Regions from separate parts of the Sus scrofa genome. Here region 1 is linked to region 2. Evidence: chromatin contacts called from public HiChIP or PLAC-seq data. All regions are on one chromosome and are shown on one strand. The core of a region is the stretch at or near the end of the contact, and the rest is flanking DNA. Distances in the headings are between cores, read along the strand shown.

Region 1 (2,837 bases), core at 312-2,811, 76 kb after region 2:
AGTGCCTGGCAGAGAAAGGTCAACCAAAGAGAGACTTATATACATATCTGACTTCCCAAGCAGACCATTAACAGTCACAGTATCCAACTTTATGTGTCCTCAATAACTAGTGAGAGATTCTCAATAAGGTTTTATGGAATAAAACTGTTTAAATACAAATTCTTCTGTTAAGAACAAGATTTCTTGAGTATGTATTTGTCAAAGCTAATAACCTATACTGTTTCATTGATAATGTAATTAAAATACTATCTTATAAATGCCAGGGGATCAACAAATATCTCATATTTCAAGATAAGTTATAATACATATTGCTACAGGCCCAGAAACACCTGTTGACTGAATAGTCAGATGTTATGATCCATTCTGCTAAGGGTTTGATTCTGTACTTGCCTGACCCAAATTTCACTCAGCATCAAAAATTTTTCTTGCTAAGGTATGAAAGGTTAAAGAACCAAATTGAATCATGCTTTATTACTCACATGAAGCAGAGTACTTTTAAGGATATAATCCCCATTTTACACACAAGGAAACCAAAGACAAGAAAGACAATGGGTGATTAAATGGCAGAGTTCCATACATAATCCAAGTCTTAACTTACCTTCATTGGCTGAATATTTTACAAGTAGGATGCGACTTGAGCTTAAAGCAATGAATACCACCCCTAGCAGGAATGCATACATTGTTGACCAGGAGCATAACACTGGAAGACCACAACATGTGCTTTCCATTTCACTGTTTTTTCAACTGCCTTAAAGAGAAGGACATGTTCATGAACAACCCTGACAGCCGATTAAGTATAATGTACATACCACTGACTTGTGAAGAACAGAAAAGGAATTTTTTAGATGTCTATATCAAAATCAAAAAAGTTGAGAACTACAAGAAAAACTATGGTGAAAGGAAATGAAACAGTCAAAATTTGATAGGAAGGGGAACTCTAGACACAGAAAAGGCAAGGGCTAGATTAGAAGTGCTGACAAAAGGACAGTTTGGGACTGCAGAATTTTGCAGAGAAACAATTCTTTTAACTTTCACTCTTATGAGCAACTGTGGTCTAAAAGATAATTTCAGATTTGTATTTTTCTCCTTAGTAGCAGCTTTTCCATAGGAGGAAAAAAAAGAACTTGCAGTGAAAGATTCGTTAAATAATGACCAAAATGGAAATATCTGAAACACTGCTGTTACTTTAATTTCCAACTAGTGTTGGAAGCAGAGGGGAACTTAGAAATCAATGACTCCAAGGCCCTTTTTTGAGATGTTGAAGACACTAGACTCTACACTGAGTAGTTACCCTGCCCAAAGCATGCCAGTTTAATGGAGCGCAGAGCCGGTGGTATTGGTGAGAGATGGGCTGGAAGTACCAACACCCACAGCCTAGTGGGCCCAAGTGTACCAAAGCCAAAAAGACACCCCTCCCCACCCGAAGGGCAGGTTTCCCTCCACGATTTAGGAACGCCTTCTGTCACCCGTGCGCCCTCCCCTCAAACGCACGCGCATTCTTTTGCCTCTGCCCCCACCCCGCCCCGGGGTGGGGGCGCTGTTACCTTGGTCCCTTCGAAGAGCTTCCTGCGGAAGAGCATGCATCCTAGAGCTAAAGCAGTAACTGTCTGGCTCCGCAACAGCAGCAGCTTTTAGGGCACATAGGCAGGGAAGCTATGGGTGGAAAAGAAAGGCGAATAAGCCTCTGCACCCAACCCTCCTATTCTGGAACAGAAAGCACAATAACTACCCGACGCTAGAAAGAGCGGACCTGGCGCCCATTGCGCAGGCGCGCTCAGTGTTACGCTTCCGGAGGGAGGGGAAAAGCGACCCGATCCCGCCCCAAGCGCGGCCTTTCTCGCGTCACGTGTCGGGAGAGTCCTCTGTCACGTGAGGTCCAGGTGGCGGCGGAGCTACGGCGAGAGAGTGAGAGGAGGAAGGAGAAGCCGGAAGGGGTGCGAGTGAAGCTAGGCGGAGAAGACAGCCCCTGAGAAGGCGAGGGTGCGCGTGCGCCCGCTTTTCCCCCTAAGTCGGCCCCACCGCTCTCCCTTGCGGCCTGGTGACAGCTGGGCCCGGCCCACCGCGCGCTGCCTGGGGCGCGAGGAGCGCGCTCCCCGCTCTCTCTCGCCCCGCCGGCCGCCCCTCCCCCTCGTCCCGTCCGTCCCGTCGCGTCTCGTCGCGTCTCGTCGCCTCGGGTGTCGAGGCCAGTCGTCGGCGGCGGGGACGTTTTCTGACTCCCGATCCCTGTCCGGCTGTCCTTTCCACTCTGTCTCGGGGCCGGCCGCTCCTCCGGCCCCAGGATGCAGAATGTGATTAACACGGTAAAGGGAAAGGCACTGGAAGTAGCTGAGTACCTGACCCCGGTCCTCAAGGTAAGTGGGCTTGTCAGGGACTGTCACCCACACGCTTGGCTTTGCAGGGATCTAGGGCCGGGCGCCTGGAGAGTCACCTGGTTCTCCGGTGGCAAAAAGTGTGGGAAGGCGGTAGGAATGGTACACGGGAAAAGGTGCAGCCCCTACCTGCGGTCTTACCTAGCTGTTCCCTAGGTGTTTCCTCTGGCTCTTGGGTAATTTGGACCGACTCTGCATACTTCTGTCTCCCACCCGTCAGCACTCAGCTCCTCTTGGTACAATCAGGTTGGATGGTGGTCCGTAGATAAGTGATTTTTGAGGACGTTAAATCCTAACGTCGGAAGTCTTTTGAACTACTGAAATGAAGATTTTGCTTATCTTAAAAAATGAAATCAGTTTGGTATTAAAATGAGATGTCACCTTTTTCTTTCAAAGTTCATAGTAAGTCTCTTTTAATTAGGGGTTTGAAATAGTAAGTTGTGACTAAGGTCCCAAATTACTAGATTT
Region 2 (2,700 bases), core at 177-2,676:
TAAGTTATTCACATAGTTCCTTAATCTCTGCTACGGCAAGATACTTCAATTTGCTTTAATTAAGAATTCGATATTTTCCTTGGCCATCATCAAAAAGTCTACAAACAATAAGTGCTGGAGAGGGTGTGGAGAAAAGGGAACACTATTACACTGTTGGTGGGGATGTAAATTGGTGCAACTACTGTGGAAAACAGTATGGAGATTCCTCAGAAAACTAAAAATAGAACTACCATCTGATCCAGCAATCCCACTCCTGGACATCTAGCCAGAGAAAACCATGACTTGAAAAGATGCATGTACTCCAATGTTCATTGCAGCACTCTATACAATAGCCAAGACATGGAAACAACCTAAATGTCCATCAACAGAGGAGTGGATAAAGAAGAAGTGGTACATATACACAATGGAATATTACTCAGCCATTAAAAGGAAAGAAATAACAGCATTTGTGGCTATGGACTTAGAAATTATTGTGGTAAGTGAAGTCAGTCAGACAATGAGACACCAAGGTCATATGCTATCACTTACATGTGGAATCTAAAGAAAGGACACAATGAACTTCTTTGCAGAAGAGATACTGACTCACAGACTTTGAAAAACTTGGGGTTTCCAAATGAGACAGATTGGGGGAAGTGAAGGGATGCATGAGGGTTTGGGATGGAAATGCTATAAAATTTGGTTGTGATGATCATTGTACAACTATAAATGTAATAAAATTCATTGAGTAATAAAAAAACTACAAAAAAAAAAGAATTCAACATTTTCTTAATTAAACAACTTTCCACTTGGAAAAAAGTCCTTTAAGTCCCCCCACCACCACCAAAAACAAACAAATAACAACAGCAACAAAAAACACAAAAAAACTGAAGTAATCAAAACTAAATGAATAAAAAAAAAGGATATTGAAACTGTTCTCCCCCAAAGTTTTGGCCCATATCTACCAGGTAACTTTTATTTTGATTTATTTATTTTTTTTTTAAGTATACATATACCTTAACTTTGGATTAAGCCTGTGACCTTGTTGACATTTCAGGGACAAGTTCAGGGTGTTTCTTTTTGGGGATTACCCTTTCTTCGGAGCCTCCCTGGGCCGCAGCAGCAGCCTGATTATGGGCTTTCCCCTTGACTTTGCTGTTTATTACTTTAGTTTGTCCTATACTAAGAAAGAGAAGAGTTCGTTTTCACTCTGAACACCATAAACATGGCTGAAAACTGAATTTTGATTAAAGTCTGCAAATGGAAAAAGGGAAGAAAATGGCTCTGCTCTTTTTCCTGCTGGGGGTACCGGTTATCACAGAGTGGGAGAGGTGGTTTCCCTTCAAGACCACATGAAGAACTTGCATCTTTTTCCTCTTCATTTGTTTTCATAGTTTCCTCTTCAGTAAATAATTTTTTTTTTTTTTTTTTTTTTTTTTTTTTAGGCAGTAGAACAATGTTTTGAATCCAGTCAGTAAGATCCACACAGTGTTGCTCTGTGCAGAGGATCAAGTGTATGTGACAGAAACGATAGTTTCTCTCGGGTGCCTGGGACAGGATATTTTCCTGAGTCTTAGTCCCAGGTCAGTGCAGTTCTGCTCAGTTAGCACACCCTCCTCTGCTTGCCTCCTTATGTTTAGTATGATTTTCATCAAATAATCCCCCCTATCCCAGTGTCACTGAAGTAATTCTGTTTTGCACATTCTTTCCTTTACTCCCTCCAAATTACTGTGTGACAAATGTCAGGCAGTGTCTTGTCAGTGTGTTCCTAAATTAGGATTTCTAAAATCTAGTTTTGGATTTTATTCTTTTTACATTTCTCTCAACATTGATCTCAAAAATCTCTCTCCACTCTCTTTCTCTCTCTCTGCAATTAGTTACTATTTCTTTCTTAGGTAACAGAAAAAAAAAAAAAAAAAAAAAAAAAAAAAAAAAAAAAGGAAAGATCTAGGTGGAGTGCTTTTAAAAATAGAGATTTTAGGAGGAGTTCCAGTTCTGGCATAGAGGAAACAAACCTGACTAGTAACCATGAGGTTCTGGGTTTGATCCATGGCCCTGCTCAGTGGGTTAAGGATCCAGCGTTGCCGTGACCTGTGGTGTAGTTCACAGAGGCAGCTCGGATCTGGCGTTGCTGTGGCTGTGGTGCAGGCTGGCAGCTGTAGCTCCGATTGGACCCCTGGCCTGGGAATCTCCATATGCCATGGGTGTAGCCCTAAAAAGACCAACAACAACAACAACAAAAACCAGAGATTTTAAGCCTAGAAATTGACTAGAAATGGACTAGAAATTGAAGATCATTGCAAATCATACATCGGTATGGGCTTTTCCAGAAAGAGGTGCATGCTAACTTGCTTCCTAACTGCTCTTAACAGATGTATGCTCCCTGGACTTTCCTGGGAATATTTTCTGAGGTCCCAGGAGAGGCTTTATGTGTTGAGGTTGAAAAATGCTTGTGAGTCTGTGAGAGGGTGCGGTGGGGAAAACTGGGGAGACACTGAGGTGGCAGTTAGGTTTTCTCCCTCCTGTGTGTTTAGCGTGCCATCTAGTGGCTGATGCTTACAGGAGGGAAGAAAGTCTGAGTCCCCCCAGGAAGACACAGGTCAGGATTGGGCTGGCTTTCCCCGTACAATCCAGGTTGCTAAAGTGACTTGATTTCAACTTTACCATTGCATAGATGACGAATGTTATGCACATTCTGTGTAGGTTAGTGGAAGCCATGGGATA

Evidence for each region. HiChIP or PLAC-seq counts read pairs in DNA pulled down with a chosen protein or histone mark.
Region 1: a contact with region 2 is called in an H3K27ac HiChIP or PLAC-seq map of alveolar macrophages. The contact joins the promoter of ATG3 here to the promoter of CCDC80 in region 2. A contact is called at or near these places in 1 of 47 Hi-C or Micro-C datasets (embryonic fibroblasts) and 2 of 2 datasets of contacts at active chromatin or transcription factors (alveolar macrophages and skeletal muscle).

The regions. Positions count from the first base shown.
Region 1 is chr13:147,277,549-147,280,385 of Sscrofa11.1, forward strand. ATG3 (ubiquitin-like-conjugating enzyme ATG3) reads left to right here and starts at 1,562. Exons shown (of 12, transcript XM_003132682.6): 1 at 1,562-2,351. The coding sequence starts at 2,280. It overlaps SLC35A5 (probable UDP-sugar transporter protein SLC35A5), which reads right to left and starts at 1,838. Exons shown (of 7, transcript XM_013982457.2): 1 at 1,545-1,838; 2 at 599-748. The coding sequence starts at 728.
Region 2 is chr13:147,201,907-147,204,606 of Sscrofa11.1, forward strand. CCDC80 (coiled-coil domain-containing protein 80) reads left to right here and starts at 1,427. Exons shown (of 8, transcript XM_003132680.4): 1 at 1,427-2,700.